Regions from separate parts of the Rattus norvegicus genome. Here region 2 is linked to region 1. The links are chromatin contacts, called in public Hi-C maps. All regions are on one chromosome and are shown on one strand. Each heading gives the region's core, a stretch centred on a gene start, on an enhancer-like site or on the middle of the called end of the contact. The rest is flanking DNA. Distances are from core to core; before and after follow the strand shown.

Region 1 (4,007 bases), core at 486-2,985:
CATCTGTGTGGAGAAATGACATCCTGTCAATCACTGTCAAACCTCCAATTCCATCCTTGGGTATTTCTCCTTAGAAAACAGTAAGAAAATTTTGAAACTTCCTTTGAGAATATTTTGGACGTCAAAATCAATAGTTTAGGTCAGAATTCCAGTTCCCATAGACTGGCCGATGAACCAGGGGCCATTTCTGATGGTCAGTTTCCCTGTGTCTTCTCAACTGTCTGTAATGTTATTATCTAAAGTGTGGAAGGTTTTCTACTGCTTTGAATTTTCAAATATTTTCGTGTATACAGTGAAGTGAAGGAAACGCAACATTTACCTGCTTCCTTGTGCCTTACAGAGCCTAAAGGTGGAGTTTTACAATTCTGTGATTATCTTGGCCTTCCCTTCTCTTCCCTTCTCTTCCCTTTCCTCTCCCTCACTCCCTCCCTTCCTCTTTTGTGTAACCCTGTTGGTCTTGAACTTGGGATGATTCTTCTGCAAGTGCTCCCGTGATCAGCCTGATATACGACATTTTCAGTGTGCATTTATTTATGTATTTATTTATTTACTAACTTACTGTATTCTGTTTTATGAAGTTAGATGTGGAATTTCCCACTTATGACACCAGGCCAGTGTGCAGAGTGTTTGAGCCAGCAGAGTCTCTTGCATTGGAGATGTTTATGTTTGTGATGCTCAAGTCGATTTGTTGTTTATGAGCATAGAGGTCTGTGTGAGGTGATATGTGTGGAGTTCCAAGCACAATGTCTGATCTGTAAAATTTTCAACAATTTTGATCATTATCATTACGGTCTCATGTCTGTTATGAAGAACAATGATCAATTATCGACTTCTAGAGCAGAGTTCTGAGAATGACCTGGACGTATCCGCTGTTAGCATCACCCTACGATTAAGCACCGGTTCTTCTTTGTTAGGATCGTGTCTCTGGCAAACTAGGCCTCATTTTTCTCTGTAAAATGGAGCTAGTAAGAATACCTCTCTTTGTCAGTGATGGAGGTATTCAGAGGATAGATAAGAAGAGACTTTGTGTAAAGTACTTTGTAGTATGCATAAAACATACAAATATCTCGACAAATCCTTGTTCGGAGTATTGTCCTTGTCACTGCCACCACAGTTGCCACCATCATAATTGCCATAGCCCTCATCCCCACCAAATGTCCCGTGTTTGTTTTGGCTGATTCTTCCTCCGTGTGCATCGATGTGGTCCCACAATCATTAGTGAGCATTTCCGAGTGGGCAAGGAGAAACAGAGAGGGTGTTTGTGCACGGGAGAAAGAGAAACAGTTAACACTGCATCGAGAGTCACAGTAACTGCTTCAGAGACACTGAATCCCTGGGTCCCAGGCAGCCCTGGATCCAGAGCCAAGTGTTTACCTCCCAAGCCAGACAAAGCTGGAGAAGAATCTGCAGAACAAAAGCAGAGACTTGGAGAAGAACTCAGAGAGGTATTGCAGGAAGCAATAAAGAACCCGCCCTTCCAATCCCAGAGCTGCTGAAGCTACAGAAAAGCCAGTGGAAATGAACTGTTGGTGCCACAGGCAGAACGCCATATGCTGCTTGCTTTCCCTGGAGAAAGAACAGCAAGAGATTGCTCCCCACTCCCCAGTGAGTCGCAGAGCTCAGCTGGTTCTTCCCGGGGACTCTAATGAAATGCAATCCAACAAGCCAGGCCTCAGCATGCTTAACCTTTGGACCACAGATGCCAACGTTTCTTCAGAGAAAGAGCCAGTTGTGCTTGTCCTGGTAGCGGTGATGCAACCACAGAGGGGAAAAAAGGCTCAGGCCTACTGTGGTTTTGCAACGCCTCCAACAAAGGGCTTAAAGGATTTCAGATGCATTTGGAAATTGAACTGTGCTGTCTCTCCTGAGCCAGCATCTCTGAATACCAGAGGGACAGACAATGACAGAATCCAGACCTGACTGCTGATGCAGGCCTGGTGATATTTGGGTTGTCTAGTCATGACAAAGCAAAACCAAGTCCCCGTGCCACTGTTTGCATGGGGGAAGGATGGCATCTCATTCAGCTGCATTTTACTCAGCTCATTGGCTGAGTAAAAGGCAACCTTCTCTACCTCATTCTCCCAAGCAGGACTCAGGAGCCTGACCCTGACCCAGAGCATGCAGTTATTTAAAAGACAATGCCCTCACTTCTTTCTGCTTCCACGAATATTTCTAATCCAAGATGGATGGCAGTAAGGCAGTAAGGACTGCAGTACATGAAGTCAGCTCTTGCCTGCATGAGTTGAAAGGCGGCAGATCTCAGAGGATGTGTCTGCCTTAGGAGGAAGTGAAAAATGATCTTTTGCTACAGAGACAAGACTCTTTTCTTAATTCTAAAAATAAAACAGTAACACCCCCCAGCCCCCATTTCTTAACATAGGAACCATAGCAATGACTTGGCAGTATCTAAGACAGGGACCAGAGATCTATGACCTATGTCAGAGACAGAGGTGGTGAATATGTGGCGGGGCCTGGGATAAAGCAGTACTGGAATTTTCTGACCATTCGCAAAGGCGCAAAAGATTGTACAAGAAGAGAATGGCCTCTGCTTTCTTGTGCTCTACTCCAAATTCTAGTCTGAGGTGCTAGACTTGGTACTTTCTCACCACTGTGACAAAACGCCTGGCACAAGCAATTTAGGGAGGGAGGAGGAGGTGTTTACTTTGGCTCATAGTTCGAGCTGACAAAGAAGGTATGGTGGCAGGAGGTGAGGCAGCTGCTCACACTGCATCTAGGGTCAAGAAGCAGAGGGAGATGGATGCTGATACTCATCTGGTCTTCATTTCATTCAGTGTGGGATCCAAGCCTAGGGAATGGCATCACCCACAGTGGGACTTCCACCTTAGTTTAACCACATCGGGAAAGTCCTTCACAGGCATGGTCACAGCTTTGTCTTCATTTTGCTTCTAGACCTTGTCAAGCTGACAGTCCATGTTAGCTATCGCGAGTGGGAAGGATAAATGGTCTTAAAATATTCTCAGCCTTGTCATGGGGCAAGAGCAACTGTGAACGTCAAGTTCAGATATTTTCCTGGTATATTGCTCTCTTGGGTGGTAGCAGTACGCTGCAGCTACCTGAAGTCACATCCTCCCCCACCCCACCCCACACACACTCTGGTCTGGTTAGTTGTCTGTTTGTTAGTTTGTTTGTTTCAACTTGACACAAGCTGGGATTATCTCGGGAGAAGACCCTCAACTGAGAAAATGTCTCCATCAGATTGATCTGTAGGCAAGTCCGTGGGGCATTTTCTTAATGATTGTTATGGGAAGGCTCCTCCCATCAGGGGGTGATGCCACAGAGGTGCAGGTTGTCCTGGGTTCTATAAATAAGCGGGCTGAGCAAGCTATGGGGTCCAAACCAGTAAGCAGTGCTCCTCCATGGCCTCTGCATCAGTTCTTGATTTGGGATTCCTACTTGAGTTCTGGATCTGACTTCCCTTCATGGTGGGTTACAACTGTGAGCTGAAATAAATTCTTTTCTGCCCAAGTTGCTTTTGGTGATAGTGTTTAACACAGTAGTGGGAAGCAAACTAAGATCTGTTCCCAGTTGCCAAGGGAGACCACCAGCCTTCTGCTGTGCAGTGTTACCAAACCACACAGAACTGTGATGTTCTATAGGTGAGGTTCACCAAATGCATTTTTTCAACTTGCTGCTGGATTGCTGGGCTGTAAACATGTAGTAAGTCAGGGGTCATCTCAACTGCACAAGAAATACCTGTTGGATTGATTGGTCAGGTTTCCATACTAACACTTTTGTTGTTCTTACTGGGACTTTATAATGTGAAACAGTCTCACAGCGACATGAGTCACCTACATGCACAATCAATGCTGCATGGCACCCACCGCTCCAGTACAATACTGCACACGGACAAAACCTCCCAGGAAGGCGTGGGCTGCCTCCAAGCTCCACCTGCACAGGGGCCTCCTCCGCATCCCCAGTGGGAAAGAGTTGAGTCATGCCTGCCTTATACAAGAAACTACACAGCCAGTCCCTAGCAGACCCCAAGG
Region 2 (4,007 bases), core at 592-3,091, 45 kb before region 1:
TAAAAAGGTGCGAAGCCTAATTTTAATGTGCTTTGACTGAAATAGAATTATATCACTTAAATAAGTCAATTATAGCACTGCTCCCCACACTAGGACCCACACATATAACATTTCCTTTCATTTTAACTGAAAGTTGAATTAAACAGGTTTCACTGACACTGTTTTTCCTGACAAAGACAATTTCGGCTTTAAAAAAATTAAGAAATAATAATTTTTAAAACCTCTATTCAGATGCCACCTGGTCCAGCAGTGAAAGAGTTAACATTCAACTGAGCTGAACTGAGCTTCTGATCCATTACATTTCTCTCAAGCTGCCCTACAATGAGCTGAGCAAGTATCAACTGTAATTTGATCCAGGAGTTTATGGGGGAAAAATAACTGCACATTCTCAACATGCACATTTAATAAAAATCTTTTTTAAGAGAAACATATCCAATAAACACAATTTAAGGCGTATTTAATTGTTTGATTAACTTCAAACCTGCAATTCCTTTGCTTTCCTGACGCTCTCAAATAAAATAGGAGAAAGGAGGGGGGGCGGGGGGACCAGCTCCACTGCAGGGAAAAGAGGCTTGAAAAACAACTTTGATTGGCACTTGGCCTGACCCACAGAGGAAGAAAAACAGTTTTTGGACAAAGAGCGCAAATATTTGAGCTTGCTTATTTATGTGCTTGCTTCTTTTTCTTAGTACATAAAGAGCAATCCTAAATTGACTGTAGATAGGGAAATTGACAAAAAAAAAAAAAAAACCAAAAAAAACAAAAAAACCCGGCACCTTCTTCATCTTAGCTCTCAGATATGCACAGCTCAGCAATTTTAATTCATTTGGTGCTGGGCAAACAGAAACACTTCACCTAATGATTTCATTTCATGCAATGTAAAAAAAGAGAGAGAGAGAGAGAGAGAGAGAGAGTGGAAAAGAAACAGATTATATTAGTCAAGGAGGCTGTTCAGATCTGATTAAAAACTCTTCTGCGTCTACAGGGACATTTTGTCATCCTTTCTCTCCCTGAATCCCCATCCCCCACGGGGCGATTAAGCCAAGTAAGCTAAACAATACTGGAGTAAACTTTCTATCAGTCACTCTGGAAAGCAATAAGCTGATCTTGGGTCGGATTTTCTTGATCCACACCGCGGTGGGGGATGATAAGGAGGGCGAACCCAAGTCGTCTTCAGCCTCCACCTCCACCAACCCAAGCTGAAAGCGCTGGAAGATCGAACAGTATTTCCCATAGGCATAAAGTTCAAGATGCCTTCATGGTGCCTTTTGGGACCCACCAAGAGAATGTCAAAAGGCGGTGTCAGGGCACTGTGGGCCTGGCAGAAGCGACCCAGTCAAAGAAAACACCCCCCAGAGTCAGCCACCGCGGAGAGGCAGCCAGGCTCCTGCAGACCAAACTGGCTGCTGTGATTTCAGGCCAGCCTCCATCCCCAGCGGAGCCGGTTCCTCCCAGCATCCCAGCATCCCTTCAGCCTCGGGGCAGACCCGGCTGCAGTCCAGGGGCCGAGCGCGGGGACCCCGCGGGAGGACCCTTCGCATCTCGTCCCCCGCAAGCGCCGCCCGGACCCCGACCGTGGGGAGCGCCTCACTGCCGGACGCGGACGCGCCGTACCTTCCGCAGCACTTTCCGGCAGTTGGTGCAGAGCAGGTAGTTGGCCGAGGCCGACGCGCTGCTGCCACCGCGGTTCATCGCGCCGAAGCCGGGCTGTCACCGCGGCCGCTAGCGAAGGGCTGCTTCAACGTTCTCTTCTTAGGGGGTCGGACGGCAGCGACGACGCAGCGGCTGCCCGCGCGAGCTCGGCGGGGACGGCGGCCGCGGCGCTCACCGGCCCGTTGTTCCTCCCGCCCCCATCGCCAGACCCCCGCCCCGCCAGCCAGGACGAGCAGCCGCGGCCGTCTCAGCTCCTCAGTGCAGCCCCGCCCCCGAGGCCCGCCGCCTTCAGGGCAGCCGTGCTGGGCACCGCCCCCTCCCGCCAATCAGGCGGCGTCGGCCACGCCCCCTTCCGCGCCCTCAGCCAATGAGTAGCGTCGGCCAATCACGGTAGGCGAGAGCAACATGAATCTCCGGGCAAGTTAAGTTTATCTCCGAGGCTCGATGCTAAAGAGTGACCGTGGGTTAGTTAGGTAGTGGGGTCCAGTCTGCCAATGAGAAGTGGGGGTGTGGTATATGCAAATTATCAGGGACTCTAGCGCCACCCTCAGGACAAGCCACGCCTCTCTGCAAGACCAGGCCGAATGGACAGAGTGAGATTAAATAGCTGGAAGCTAGAGCTCGCTAGAGGATTTGAGACCTAGCTAAACATTTCCTGATCTCTCGGGAGTGGGTAGGGTGGACGCAAGAACGTTCCTTCCTCCCAGGGCAGTGGTTCGGCTTTCTCTCGGTCGGTTTAAATCTAAGAATAGCTGTGAGGAAGTCTTGCAGCACTTTGCACCCAGAGATCTCAAAGAACTTTATGCTCTTTAAGCACTCTGTAAGTCTTGTGCGAAAGACCAACTACCCGCGGCTGTAGAGATAGAGGTCTGAAGTCTATACATTGGAGTTAGAGACCTGGAAACACATCTTTGGTTTAGGGCTCTCTCTCTCTCTCTCTCTCTCTCTCTCTCTCTCTCTCTCTCTCCCCCCCCCACCCCCCATGATCATTCTCACAGCAAAGAAAGTTCTTTTATCATGAACAACTCAGAGGTTGGCTGGCGCTCGGTCTCTCTCTCTCTCTCTCTCTCTCTCTCTCTCTCTCTCTTTCTCTCTCTCTCTCTCTCTAATCCTGTGGGAGGCCTCTGCTTAGAGACTTGCAGAGCCCAATCCCTGCCTGAATAGAAGGTTTTGAGTACGAATTGCCGTTTAAAACGATTTAAAACTGACAACGGTGAGGTCAGGGTCTAGCTTCTATGTTCTGGAGACAGAAGGCATAAGTCACTGAGGAAAGCCAGATGAGCGAGGGAGCCAGGTACCCTGAGGGACCAAACCCGGACCGCAGACTGCAGACCAGACTCTGGCTGCCTGCTCCCCAGTGAGAACAAAGGCGGTGCAGAGCAAGCACCTGATTGGCGCAGGGTGCTCACCGGTGTCGCGGAACCGGTGACAGGGTGCTTCTGCTACTGGAGCAGAACAGCAAGCTCCCAGGAACTGCAGTTCCCCAGCCAGCCTTGGCGGTGACCACACCGCACTGCGTGCTATGACATCACCTGTTTTCGCTCTTGAGAACCTAATCTGTATTCTCGGCTTCTCGTTTTCTAAAGGTCTCGAGTGTGTCCAGATTTGTGAAGGCCTGCAGTTTGCAGAATGTATCTGTGGAGATGATTTTAAAGAACTGACCCACTGGTTTACATTTCTTGTATTATTTTTAATTTAACACATGTTTAATTGCTAGCACTACTTTGTGTTAGGAATTTAGTGTCCAATGATGTAAAACCAGGAAGTCGCACTTGGAGAAGCCCGCAAGGGTTAGCATAACAAAGCCATTAGACCACACTGTTGTCCAAACTGCCAATCTCATCCATACTCAACATCTGTCTCCACTCCATCCTCTTTAGAGACCTACACCATAAACAAGCCTACACAAAGAACAAAGGAAATGAGAATCTGCCCGCACCAGGTTTAAACAGACTGGAAAACCCCAAGGGTCTAGGTGATATGGTTAGGTAAGTGTGAAGGTCCATTTAGCCAGTGATAGTTAGCAAAGGGTGGCCTGATGCTGGGTAGACCTACATAGCCTAGAATAGCAATGATTTGGGCAGGGTGCTAAATATTCAGTTCAAAGAAACGGTAAAAGCAAGAAAACTCAACGAAGGAAGAAATTACTGCTTGCCTTTCATTGCAAAGAACCAAGAAATCTAGGCAAAAAGTCAGCAAGGCACAGTTCCCCCCCCCCCCGAAAACTGAAACACATATGTGTTCCCATTTTTGCTGAGTTTCTTAATCTATATTCTTGGCTGGGCCTCTCCCTCTTCCCACCCCCTCTCTCTTTCCCTGAGACAGGGTCTCACTGAGTAGCTCTGGCTGTCCTG

Evidence for each region. Hi-C and Micro-C count contacts between places; a contact is called where the count stands out from the background.
Region 2: a Hi-C map of kidney shows a contact between it and region 1, with 2.0 times the contacts expected there. The contact joins the promoter of Sesn3 here to the enhancer-like site in region 1. A contact is called at or near these places in 2 of 12 Hi-C or Micro-C datasets (kidney and liver).

The regions. Positions count from the first base shown.
Region 1 is chr8:19,368,164-19,372,170 of GRCr8, reverse strand. No RefSeq gene overlaps it. Among named protein-coding and RNA genes, the nearest start is that of Sesn3, 45 kb to the left of the region's middle. Within about 2 kb of position 1,735, at least 29 of the 93 cell types and tissues checked have an H3K27ac peak or open chromatin away from gene starts, as enhancers often do. A contact at or near this core is called in kidney, where this site is marked.
Region 2 is chr8:19,413,261-19,417,267 of GRCr8, reverse strand. Sesn3 (sestrin 3) reads right to left here and starts at 1,841. Exons shown (of 10, transcript NM_001108125.1): 1 at 1,615-1,841. The coding sequence starts at 1,692. It overlaps LOC120094081 (a long non-coding RNA gene), which reads left to right and starts at 1,908. Exons shown (of 3, transcript XR_005487967.2): 1 at 1,908-2,043.